Regions from separate parts of the Sus scrofa genome. Here region 1 is linked to region 2. The links are chromatin contacts, called in public Hi-C maps. All regions are on one chromosome and are shown on one strand. The core of a region is the stretch at or near the end of the contact, and the rest is flanking DNA. Distances in the headings are between cores, read along the strand shown. Region 1 holds the start of TMX4 (thioredoxin related transmembrane protein 4). Region 2 holds the start of HAO1 (hydroxyacid oxidase 1).

The links. A called contact is a pair of places that touch in the nucleus more often than the background predicts.
Region 1: a contact with region 2 is called in a Hi-C map of liver, with 5 times the contacts expected there. The contact joins the promoter of TMX4 here to the promoter of HAO1 in region 2. A contact is called at or near these places in 3 of 47 Hi-C or Micro-C datasets (embryonic fibroblasts, heart right ventricle and liver).

What each region holds. Positions count from the first base shown.
Region 1 is chr17:16,876,339-16,883,077 of Sscrofa11.1, reverse strand. It overlaps TMX4 (thioredoxin related transmembrane protein 4), which reads left to right and starts at 1,750. Exons shown (of 8, transcript NM_001243407.1): 1 at 1,750-2,072. The coding sequence starts at 1,891.
Region 2 is chr17:16,800,470-16,806,648 of Sscrofa11.1, reverse strand. It overlaps HAO1 (hydroxyacid oxidase 1), which reads left to right and starts at 4,189. Exons shown (of 8, transcript NM_001243431.1): 1 at 4,189-4,371. The coding sequence starts at 4,235.

The DNA.
Region 1 (6,739 bases), core at 501-3,000, 79 kb before region 2:
ATATCAGATCCTATTTCCAAAAATGATATCATATACAAAAACTGTACTGAAAAGAATGATAGAATTTCTGTACATATTATTTGTTTTTAAAAGCAAAATAAAATGTTTCCCACTGAGTTTATAGGATTGATCTGTATAAAATAATAGTGACTTTTTTTTTTTTTTGCCTTTTTGCTATTTCTTGGGCCGCTCCCGCGGCATATGGAGGTTCCCAGGCTAGGGGTCCAATCGGAGCTGTAGCCACTGGCCTACACCAGAGCCACAGCAACGCGGGATCCGAGCCGCGTCTGCAACCTACACCACAGCTCACAGCAACGCCGGGTCGTTAACCCACTGAGCAAGGGCGGGGACCGAACCCGCAACCTCATGGTTCCCAGTTGGATTTGTTAACCACTGCGCCACGACGGGAACTCCAATAGTGACTTTTAATAACATTTACTGCAAGGATATTTTCCAAATTTACAGTGATTTGTAAATTTGGGTCTTATATTTGGATGATAAGGGCTGGCTCCACATGGAACTGAGCAACTACTAATTAACACCTATTTCAGGTATGATCTCTGCAGGCAAAATTCATCTTTCTCTCCTGTATGTGCTGATTGAAGATTGATCTCATGTGCACTGCAGTACTTTTACTTGTACAGTTGTCTTTGGTTCAGTCCCAGGGCTGAAATAACACTTTTTCACAGAGATATTGCTTTGCACATCTAATAAGTTCTTATAAAACACATTTTGAATAATCTCTCCCTCTAATTGTAATTCAGTCATACATACTAAGGTTGTGGTGGTCTCAAGATACAAATGCATCCAATGCACATCTGTAAGGTGATTTGGAAATCATTTAAGGCTACTCTCACTTTAGATCTGACAAAATTGTTGTCAAGAGAAGAAAGGGGTCCATTTTATTTCAACTGGCAATATCCTTATCAACTGACTTATTTTTTCTGTTAGTGTTCGTGTTTTAGACTTCTTATGAATTTAAAATAATTTTGTAAAAAAATGCAATCACATGCTCTAGTTTCATTATCTCCAATGGGCAGTACAACTGCAATATATGCAAAGAGTACTTAAAATTTTCTCTTCCTTTCAGCAAGAGTTGACCAACATGTCCCTTTGTTTTTCCATTAATTTTTTTACTTCGGAGTCCATTGTTATTTCTACTACTGTTGAATAGGAGATCCTTTTTTTTTTTAATTTAAAATTTTTTTACATTATTTATTTATTTAGTCTTTTTAGGGCTTCACCTGGGGCATATGGAGGTTCCCAGGCTAGGGGCTGAATTGGAGCTGTAGCTGCCGGCCTACACCACAGCCGCAGCAACATCACATCCAAGTCGCGTCTGCGACCTACACCACAACGCTGGATCTTTAAGCCACTGAGGAAGGCCAGGGGTTTTACCCCAACCTCAGGGTTCCTAGTCGGATTCGCTTCTGCTGTGACACAAAGGGAACTCCTTTTTCTTATTTTTATTTATTTAGTCTTTTCAGGGGGATGCATTAAATTACAGGCCATGTTTCTGTTTTGAAAAACCAACACGCGCCAACCCCCCTTACTGGAACCTGGGCACACTCTGGGCAGGTTCTAACTTAAGCAACATCAGGTCATCTGTTTATTTTCAACGCCTCGGTGGAGAAGAGAGGTCGTTGCCAAGGCAACTGACGCCCGGGGCAACAACGAGTCCAGGCGGGAGGGGGCGTGGCCTCGGCGGGCCCAGGCCCATAAGAGGCGGTGCCGACCGGCCGCCCGCGTCTAAAGCTGGGCCGGTCGGCGCGGGTGGGAGGAGGCTGGGCGTGCTGGCCTCCGTTCGCGCTGCCTGGGAAGGCCGGGTCGGCGGGTCCGCCGCGCCTTTTTCCAGCGCTCCTGTCGTGGAGCCTCGTTCCGCGCCCGGACATGGTGGGCGGGCGCCGCGGCACGCTGCTCGCGGCGCTCCTGGCTGCCTGGGTCGCGGCGGCGGCGGCAGAGGCAGAGGCCGGCTCGGAGCAGGCCGCGGTACCGGAGGAACGGAGCCTGGTACGGCCCATGACCGCCTCCAACTGGACGCTGGTGTTGGAGGGCGAGTGGATGCTTAAATTGTGAGTGTGCCCACCCGTCCCGCTCGCCACACCGTCGTCGCGGGCGCCAACCTCCCAGAACCGCACGGGCAGCTCCCCCACCGCACAGTCGGCCTTGCTGGATCTCGGGCCCCCTACCCACCGGGTTTAAGACCTGCAGCGCCAGGCCCCGCTGCGCGCGTTGCGCATGCGCGCCAGGCCCTCCGCGGTGAGGGCTGCGGTATAGAGCATCCCCGCCCTTGCAGGGATAGTCCCCGGCTTTGGGAGGAAGTGTTTTAGGGTTGGGCTGTGTGAGCAGTTTACCAAGGGGAGAAAGGGGAACAGAAAATCTGCAAGAATATTGCGTGCTTTCTAGAAGGGTGTACGTAGAGGAGAAAGGGCTCTCTTTCAGTGACACGTGTACCGAACAAATACGTAGCACTGACTTGGCAAGGTACTTGTTGAATGAATAATTGCAGCACCGTGAAGGGCAGACCCAGGCTGTACAGTCTTCCAGTCTTCATTTTGAAGACCCTGAGATTTTGTGAAAAAACGGAAGGATCGATGCCTTAGAAGTTTTAAAACAAGCTTTCAAATGAATGTTGTTATTTGTTACAGTTTTTAGAGGTGGGGCCTTCTGGGTAGATGTCATATCTTAATTGTGCTAATGTCAAAGAAAAGGACATTAATAAATTTCCCCTTTTGAACAATAGAAGATAAATATTGGGTAGTGCTTTTGCTTGTAGGAGGTGGGAAAGTGCAGTTTTCAGTGAGGATCGGGGAGGATTTGTTCATCCTAGCTAAAAAATAACTTCCTCTAGAAAGGAAGTAACTCTTTGAAAACGGCTTGAAGTAGGCAGTGGGCAGATGTCTGAATAAGCTAGAGACCATCATGGGGGGCTTGTAGGAGAATGAGGGATGGCTGGAGAAATGACCAGCATGATTTCATCTCCTTAGCCTGTGGTTTTCAGAAGATAGACATACTTGATTCCCATTATTTGTTAATTAATTTTACCTTGAGGACACAGAGTCTCATAGAATTGAATTTTTCCTTTATTTGTCTAGGCCTACATTTTGATTCTTTGAATTTAGATTGCAAACAGATTATTTCTATAGAATGAAAACCTCAGTTTCACTCAGGGCAGTCAGTCACTTAGTAGATCATTATGTTCAAAGAACGTAATGCTCATTACCCCTTCAAACAAATATTTACCTTTTGGTCACAAAGAAAAAGGCATTTTTTTTTTAAAGATTTTTATTTTTTCTATTATAGTTGATTTACAGTATCTGTCAATTTCTGCTGTACAGCAGAGTGGCCCAGTCATACACACACACACACACACACACATACATATACATACATATATACATTCTTTTTCTCAAATTATCCTCCATCATGTTCCATCATAAATGACTAGGCATAGCTCCCTGTGTTATACAGCAGGATCTCATTGCTCATCCACTCCAAATACAATAGTCTGTATCTACCAACCCCAGACTCCCAGTCCATCCCACTTCCACCCTTCCCTCCTTGGCAACTTTTAGACCTCAAAGTAAAATGCCTTTGGTATCATGATAAATCAATGAAATTGCTGAAGAGATCTGTAGACATGAAGCCCTTATTAAAACAAACTGCTTGGAGTTCCCGTGGTGGCTCAGTGGTTAACGAATCCGGCTAGGAACCATGAGGTTGCGGGTTCGGTCCCTGCCCTTGCTCAGTGGGGTAAGGATCCGGCGTTGCCGTGAGCTGTGGTGTAGGTCACAGACGCAGCTCAGATCCCGAGTTGCTCTGGCTCTGGCATAGGCCGGTGGCTACGGCTCCGATTAGATCCCTAGCCTGGGAACCTCCATATGCCACAGGAGTGGCCCAAGAAATGGCAATAAAAATAAATAAATAAAATAAACTGCTTAACTACTTTGAACTCTTTCTATTTAAGAGAGAAAATTTTAAAGTGAGCATGGCTGTACTGTCGTGTTTCTAATAATTATAAGAGTTCCAGAGAGACTGCATTTTGTCAACTACTACTGTAGAAATTTTTTTTCAAGAGATACTGAAATGGAGTTTTTCCCTAGGTGTCAGTTTTCTGATTAAAACTGAGTTTGTGTGTATTCATGACAAAGGTCAAAGCAGAAAAGACTCATTAGTTTAATGGCCTCAGCTTCTTTATAGTTCCTAATACTATGTTTTTTTGTTTTGTTTTGCTTTGTTTTTAAGTAAAACCCAACACTAAAGATCAGGTAAGTGTAAGCCAAGTTAAGATTATAAGTGAGCAACAACCAACAACTTTTATGTTTGCTATGTTGATGGTTCAAATTTTACTTCTTCGTAAATGTGCAAGCCTAGGTGTAGTAATCAGTTTCTCTAAGTTTGCTCTGTGACCATCGGATGGAGTATGTTTGGCCTTTCATGCCAGGCGACAGTCACTTGTAACCGGAAATAAGCTGTATAAACACTTGAGATTTTTCTAGTAGAAGTTCTCTTTTCATTGAGTACAGTTCGGAATAGGTTGATACGAAGCGAGGCCAAGAAAGTAAAGGATTTAAACATAGCATCCAAATTCCAGAACCTCAGTGTTTGTCCTGCAGAAATACTGTGGCTATTTATTGGTGATACTCCTCTTCCCTTTGACAAAATCCAATATGTAAAAAAAAAAAAATGAAATTTTATCTTCATTACCACTAGAGGCCTACTATCAATTTCTAGAAATTCATTCAAACATCCAATAAGTTATCAGATTTTTTTTCAGGTGTATATAACAGAAAAACAAAATGTCTTAATACTGGCTCCCTTGTTAACACTTTGAACTTGTTAGGGATCTGCAGGTGATATATTTAATTTCTCTAAAGAAGCAAGTTAGGAGGCTTTCTGATATTAAAATTTTAACATTAACTGAGTGACAGTTCTTTATTTATTCATTTGCTTATATACTCCTTCCCCCCTGGAGATTTTCTTTTCTATCCCCCTTCATAAAAAGCTCCTATAGTATAATTGCTAGTTAGGTTGGTATAAGTAATTTATTTTTAAAGACCTACCAGTGTTTTTCCGTTCTGAGACATAAAAAGCCCGTTGCAAAATTTAATTTGTTATATTGTCTTTGTTTTTCAAACAGATTTTTTTGTGTTCTTGTAACTGAATTTTCAATTTTTAAAAAAGCACTTCTCTGTTAAGGAGAATATCAGTTAAAACTATATTTGCAGTAATTTACCATTCCTATTATTGAACCTTTTTAAAAGCCTGAAAAAATTTTCCATTGCTATTAACATTTTCTTGAATAATGTGGACATTTTGTACATCCAATTTTCCTTATTATTTGCTTTCATATGTTCTTTTATACTTTGTACCCCTTTTTCTGCCATGTCTCTATAATTGGCTTGCTGCGCTTTTTCTTTTTTTTCTTCTTAACCTCTGTTGAAATGTTTGTCCTTCTTGGTTTAGGAAAGATTATCTACTCTTTAAAATGCCTTCTGCTCTTGTCTCTTTCCGTTGTTTCACACTATTCTTCACTTTGTAACTTTTTGCTATTTTAAACACTTGGCTCTCATCACATCAGTCCTTGAGAAGACTATTTCGGTTCTTTTGGAACATGAAAAGTATATAGTACATTCTGTATACTGTTCTGGTGGCTTTTTTTGCCAAAAGAAAGAAATAGATATCCACAAAGCTTAATCTTGACCCATGTGCTTTAACTGATATCCGGTGGAAAACTATGTCTTTGGGTTAAATTTGAGTTTATCTCTAAGGCATAGATATCTTTATAAAAGCACTGCCTTTTCTGACTTTGTTCTTGGGATGATCATGGTTCAGAAATGAATTAGTCATCTGGTGATGGAGAAAAGCCTCAATTATTTCCGTAGGATCTTTAGGTTTTAATGTTGTTTTTCCAGTATCCTCTTATACTTGGAGGGAACATCTTCAACATCATTGCCTTAATGTGCTCATTTCAAGCAGTTATACTTTTTTGCAGTTTCATCGATTCTTGTGATTTGTTGATACCTTAGTCGTTAAATGCTTATGTGTCAGGTTCAGGGTTGGGGATTTGGGAAGATGAAGATCAGTGAGCTACATTTCTTGATTTCAAAGCACTGGCGGTCTGCTGGGCTGTGAGGAAGTAAGTAGCATAGGTAACTTTTGTCTATTTAGCAAATGTTTAATGAATCCTTCCTCTCTCTGAGCATTTGTCAGTGGAACTCACCAGGGTACTGTTGGCATTCTGAGTTGGACCATTCTTTGATATGTGGGGATGGCTCACACATTGCAGAACCTTTGACACCCTTGGCCCCTGCCCATTTCATTCTAGAGATCTTGACATCAGAAAAACTTAAACCCCCTCCCCAAAACACATCTACAGATGCCTCTGATTGGAAACCACTGACCTAGGTACTATTATGGGTATTTAAAAACATGCAAAAAAGGAGCTCATAGGCTAACATAAAAGTATTTGATTTCACATTGTTTCCACGAAGGGTAATCGTCCACATCATCTCCATCATGGTCATGATCACATCAGTCACAGTAAAGTGTTACATTGCTTTCAGCATGTGTTCAGAAGGCCCTCTCGCAATCTGATCATCCCAGCAGGCAGCTGCACGATTATTCTCGGAGTTCCCTTCGTGGCACAGCGGAAATGAATTTGACTAGGAACCAAGAGTTGTGGGTTTGATCCCTGGCCTCACTCAGTGAGTGGAGGATCCCGTGTTGCCTGAGCTAG
Region 2 (6,179 bases), core at 2,940-5,439:
TGAAGACATGACAAAAATTGGTTAGAAATAGTGAGGCCCAAGATGGCAGAAAGTTTGGCTTCCAGTGGACCTGCCATCACTCCCTGCTGCCTCTCCAAGATCAGACCTTGAGCCTCATTATATGCTCACTGTAATATATTAGCATCTAAATGACACACCCACAGGCACCAAGATAGTCCCAGGCTGACTATAAAAGGCCAAAAAGTAGGCAGTGGCCCAAATCCTAGAAATCGCCTCTGCTTCCCCTGAAATAGTTGGCATAATCCTCTACTTCTTAGCCTATGAAATTGCCCAGCTCATAAAAACTCACCAGCCCATATTTTGGGTTCTCTCACCTTCTGAGATGGACAGCATTCTGCCTATGTAGTGTATACCTCTCTGCATAAATCTACTTCCTTTTTTTTTTTTTTTTTCTTTCTTTTTAGGGCTGCACCTGTGGCATGTGGAAGTTTCCAGGCTAGGGGTGGAATCAGAGCTACAGCTGCCAGCCTACACCACAGCCATAGCAATGTGGAATTTGAGCCACATCTGTGACCTACAACGCAGCTCATACCAACACAGGATCCTTAACCCACTGAGTGAGGCCACGGATTGAATCTGCATCCTCATGGATACTAGTTGGGTTGTTAACCCTCTGAACTGGGACAGGAACTCCCTTAAATCTACATTTTATCCATCGCTTTGCCTCTCACTGATTTCCTTCTGTACTGAGACATTGAAGAACCTAGACTTTAGTAAGTCCTAGGACTAGATGTGTGGTTTTTAATTAAAAGACAGTGCATTCAAGAACCAATCTAAGTCTTGGCTGGGTTTGAGTCCCAGACTGTGGGTTCGAGTCCTGATCTGAGTTGAGCAGTTTCAGCTTACTAGTCATTGGTGCCTGTGATATTGTGAAGAGCCCCTTCCAGCGCTTTGAACAGTGGGGATGCCTAAGATTCTTCCCGTGCTATACCTCATTGAAAATGAAAAGTCTCTGAAAAGGTTAAAAATGGAAAATAACATTCTTCAAGCACAGTCTCACTCACATCTTAAGATGAATGAGAGAGAAGATCCAGTGTTCCCTTATAGCTCATACTTGAGTTTTCCTTGAGATGAAGGCAGGAGAAGCGTTCCCCATGGTTTGGAACAAGAATTGTGGAGACGGCAAGGCATTTTTCTGTTGAACATTGATTTTTTTTTTTTTAGGGCTGCACCAGGGGCATATGGAAGTTCTCAGGCTAGGGGTCAAATCAGAGCTTCAGCCGCCAGCCTACACCACAGCCACAGCCACTCGGGATCTGAGCCACATCTACCACCTACACCACAGCTCATGGCCATGCCAGATCCTTAACCCACTGAGTGAGGCCAGGGATCGAACCTGCATCCTCTTAGATATTCGTCAGCTTCATTTCTACTGAGCCGCAACTGGAACTCCTGTTGAACATTGATTTTGTTGGGATGTTAAGAAGGGGTTAGGAAGTGAATAAAGCTTTTAAGTCCAGGGTAAAAAAACAAAAACAAAAACAAAAAAACTTCCTATTGTTTTGGCCACTGAGAAGGAGAATGCTCTAAGCCAGCCATAGACGTCATCGCCTGGCCATTTCTCATCCTCATCTTCCCAGACGGACTGGGCAGGGTGAGCGGATGGGGGGAATGTAGCCTCTAGCAGCTTGAACAAGGCCTGAACGTGTCCTGTTTTGCCCTCACAATCTCACTTCACAGAGTCCTAGTGAATTTTATAGAATGTATTGTCTCAGAAAGAATGTGAGGTATTTAAACAACGTAATTACCACAAATTAACAAAAGCTGTTCTAAACTCAATCACTTCTTTTTGTTCTCTCCACCAAGAGATTAATTAAGCAATGTCAGGACTATATTTAGCTTATCCACTAAGCTGGTTCCATACTCTAAATCATCTGTTGGGCTGCAGTTGTGCCGAATAAGAGGGGATTTTTTTTTTAATTTTTATTTTTTATTTTTTATTTTTTTTTTGCTTTTTAGGGCCTTGCCTGTGGCATATGGAAAATCCCAGGCTAGGGGTTGAATTGGAGCTGCAGCTGCCTGCCTACACCACAGCCACAGCAATGCGGGATTGAGCTGCATCTGCAACCTATACCACAGCTCGTGGCAACACCAGATCCTTAACCCACTGAGAGAGGACAGGAATCAAACCTGCATCCTCATGGATCCTAGTTGGGTTCATTAACCGTTGAGCCATGAAAGGAACTCCGGATTTATTTTTTTTAATTCAAATCTCTCTCTCTCTCTCTTTTTTTTTTTTTTTTTTTTTTTTGTCTTTTTGTCTTTTCTTGAGCGGCTCCCTCGGCATATGGAGGTTCCCAGGCTAGGGGTCGATTCGGAGCTGTAGCCGCCAGCCTACGCCAGAGCCACAGCAACGCTGGATCTGAGCCGTGTCTGCAACCTACACCACAGCTCATGGCAACACTGGATCCTTAACCCACTGAGCAAGGCCAGGGATCGAACCTGCAACCTCATGGTTCCTAGTCAGATTCGTTAACCACTGAGCCACGACGGGAACACCTTAATTCAAATATCTTTAAAACTCTTCACTGGAGCTCTCCTGTGGTACAGCAGATTAAGGATCTGGTGTTGGCATGGCAGTGACTCAGGTTACTTCCGTGATGTGGGTTTGATCCCTGGCCTGGGAACATCTGTATGCCAGGGGTGCAGCCAAAAAAAAAAAAAAAAAAAAAAACCTGCTTCTATTCTCTATCCATCTTTGGCTAGCAGTTGTTCTCAAATAATATCATGTATCAGAATCACTTGGAAGGCTAGTTATAGCACAAAAGGCTGTAGAGTTTCTGATTCAGCACAACTGGGGTGGGGCCTGAGAATCTGTGCTTTTAACAAAAGTTCCCTGGTGAGGCTGATTGTTGCTGGTCCAGGGCCACAATTTGGGAAACACTGGCCCTTCAATTCCTTAGTTAACACTAGCACTTGACCTGCTTAAGTTTCATTCTGGAGTGTTAAATTGTCTCTGCATCAAAATTACTTGAGTTGCAAAGTGCTAACAGTTTTAATAACTATAGAAGTTGCAAATAAATGAATAGGTTTCTAAAAGGTCATGCTTTAATCTGCAACTTTTGATCAGTTCTCACAGGAAGTAAGATCTCAGACCAATTTTTATAATGATTTTCTTAGCTGTGCAGTTGAGTTTTTTCTTCTAGAAAGGATTAATGGATTTTCACTTTCCAATAGTATTTCTGAGGCCAATTTAGCTATCATTGAACTGAAGCAAAAAGCAGGCATCTGTGAACTTTGGAATAAACCGATATTGAATTCAATGCTAATCCTAACAGCTGTAAGGTCTTTAATTCCATTAAGGGGTAGTGAGATGGGAAGGAAAGGCAGCTAATACAGGATGAGTTACCAACCAATGGCATTTGTGGGCGACTGAAGCCTGCACCGTAGGATGCACATCTAGGAGTTAACTGCCAGAGGAGTGAGGAATTTCGTATTTATACACCAATTCCCTTAAGCTCTTGGTGTAGGATTGTTCCATGGAGCATTGAGTCCACAGCACTTTAGCCTGCCATGTGGATGGAAAAGTAGGCTCCAAGTTCAAGAGAACATTCTCATACAGGTGCAGGCAGTTGGAATTCAGCAGTTGAATAGCTGGTGAGCCACTTTAAGTGGGGGCTCCCAGGTGGAAATCCAGGACTGACCGATGTCAAAGCCATTGCTATCTTTCTTCTTCCCTTCCTTCCTCCTTTCCTTCTTCCTTCCCTCCCTCCCTCTCTTCCTCCCTTCCTTCCCATCCATTTCATAGGCTCTTTTTCATATATGTGCATGATCCAAATTTGGGAGGAAAATGAGTGGATGGCACATTCTGGGTACCAATTAAATAGCCAAGTCACACACCGTGGGAATGAAGCAGCCTTAGGAAGAACTGAGCCAAGAGGGGTTTCATGCAAGTACTTCTCTAGGTCTTTAATTTTTGACTCATTCTTATGCCTTTTTAACATGACAGACACCTAATCCCCTTCTGCTGCCTCTCCAGCCCAATTTTTTGTGGCTTAGGTGTACCTGCTCTTTGGCAGACAGCTGCAAAAGAAATTTCAAAGTCTAAGCATATGTTTGCTCACTTACTGTAAGCAACAGAGAAGGAAATCTGAACTTTGGAAAAAGTCTATTAATAATTGACAAATAGCAGAATTGTCAGGATGTAGAAAGCAATACAGAAAAAAAAAAAACAAACAAAAAACCATCCTGGCGTTTGCAATAACCCAGGAAAATGTTCACCCGGCTTGTCTGTATCAGTGATTATGAGCAACATGCTAAATCCATACTTCAGAAGTCTATATATGACTATTATAAGTCTGGGGCAAATGATCAGGAAACCTTGGCTGATAATATTGCAGCATTTTCCAGGTAAGAATATTTTTTTAAATCATGCTTTGAGATTACACATGGACATTCTACCAGAGCAAGATCAGTTTCTGTGTTGATAGTGTGAAATTATTTGTCTAGACAATATGCTTATTAGAGAGGGGGCAATTCATGGGGCTGTGAGACATATTGATCTTTAAACTTGTTTTAAAATAAAAATATCCCAAGCCTGGCAATCTTGGACAGCTGACAGAAAAAAAAATCTAACCCTAAGTTTCCTCACTTGAAATGACGTGGATGATTCATTTAACTGTGTATAAAAATAGTGACAGATTCTGACTCTGTTTTCTTTTTCTTTGAGGCTGACAGAGTGTATGTTTATGGTGGAGAAAGCCATTCGTATTAAATGCAAGATAGCCATCTTATCTGGTGGAACCAGATCGGATTGTTCTCTCAAATGTTCTCATCCTTCTGGCTTGCCATTATCATTCATTCTGATTACTATTGTCTAAACTTTCACTTGAGCTTTCAATTGGCCTAAAGAACATTAATCTTTCAGCTTTGCTGTTTCATCTCTAAAGTGCTTCATCTCTCTTCCCAAATTAGTTTTCCCTTGACTTTCATATTTCAAGATCCAACATGGTGGATGTCATGGTTTATGGTTTCTGTTTGTAATAAAAACAAGAAACAAAATAACTCTAAAGGAGTGCTTTTCTCTCAAGGCAGTTAGGAAATGGTTTATTTGCTGGAGCAGGGGAAGAGAGCCTTCAATATACTATAGTCTTTGAAGCTCATTGATCTTTTCTTCCAGCCATTAGTAAAGCCAATGAATGTCATGAGTACTCATTGATGGTGATAAATTAAAGAAAAAAAAGGCAGAAAGTATCCAAAGGAAAGAATCTACCTTCCTCCTTGATTTCTTCTTTAGCCCCTAGAGCAAAATCACTCAAAATCACTTTTCTACTTGTCAACTGGGAGAAATGAAATCATTCTACACAAGGTGGTTGCTGGCAAGCAGACTGATTCACCTGCAAATCAGTGTAGGAGCTTGAGAGTTGAAGTGGGGCCTCCCCTAAACTCCTTCAAGCCTTGACTTTGTCTTGGATTTTCTTTGCAACAAAAATGGCATTTTAAAAAAGCTAGGGGGAGCCATGGGAAGAGAAAAGTTGGCTGAGAGTGGAGGGGCTTAAAATTCTGCATGATCTTTTTTTCCAACCATTATGGAATTTTTTAGATCCTTTTGATATTTTCTGCTCTTGAGAGATGCTCGTTTTTGGACCTGTTTCAGCTGTTCGCCAGGTAGTGTGGTTTGCCTCTTAGTAGTCTCCTGAAAATGACACTTGAACCCAAACAGGTAATTTTAACCAGGGACATTCCAGGCCTTTGACAATCTGATGGCGTTGGTATCTCTTAGCATGACTCAGGTCGAAATACTTAGGTGACCATCTACTCCATTAATATATGATCTTCCTCAGCCTTAATGCCCTTCACCTCACGCTAGTTGATTAATTACCTTACACATTGAGAATCTCAATGGGCTAGACTCAGTACTGCATGCTGAGGATAAAGCAGTGAGTGACAGAAAGTTCTTGTCCACAGGCATTTACATTCCAATGGAAGCACATTGACCTTTGGCCTCCATAATGGTAGTAGGTTGAATTGATGCAAAATGGACATAAAACAATCAGCCCAGTGGGGGCCTCTAAGAGGGAGCAGAGGGGTGCAGCAAAGCAGGCAGACCACCTCTATCCTACCCCAGAAATTCTAGAAATCTTGTGAGACCTAAGTTCTGGTGACTTCCAAGCCCTGGACCAGAAAAGTACCTCCTGCTGGAGTTCCCACTGTGGCTC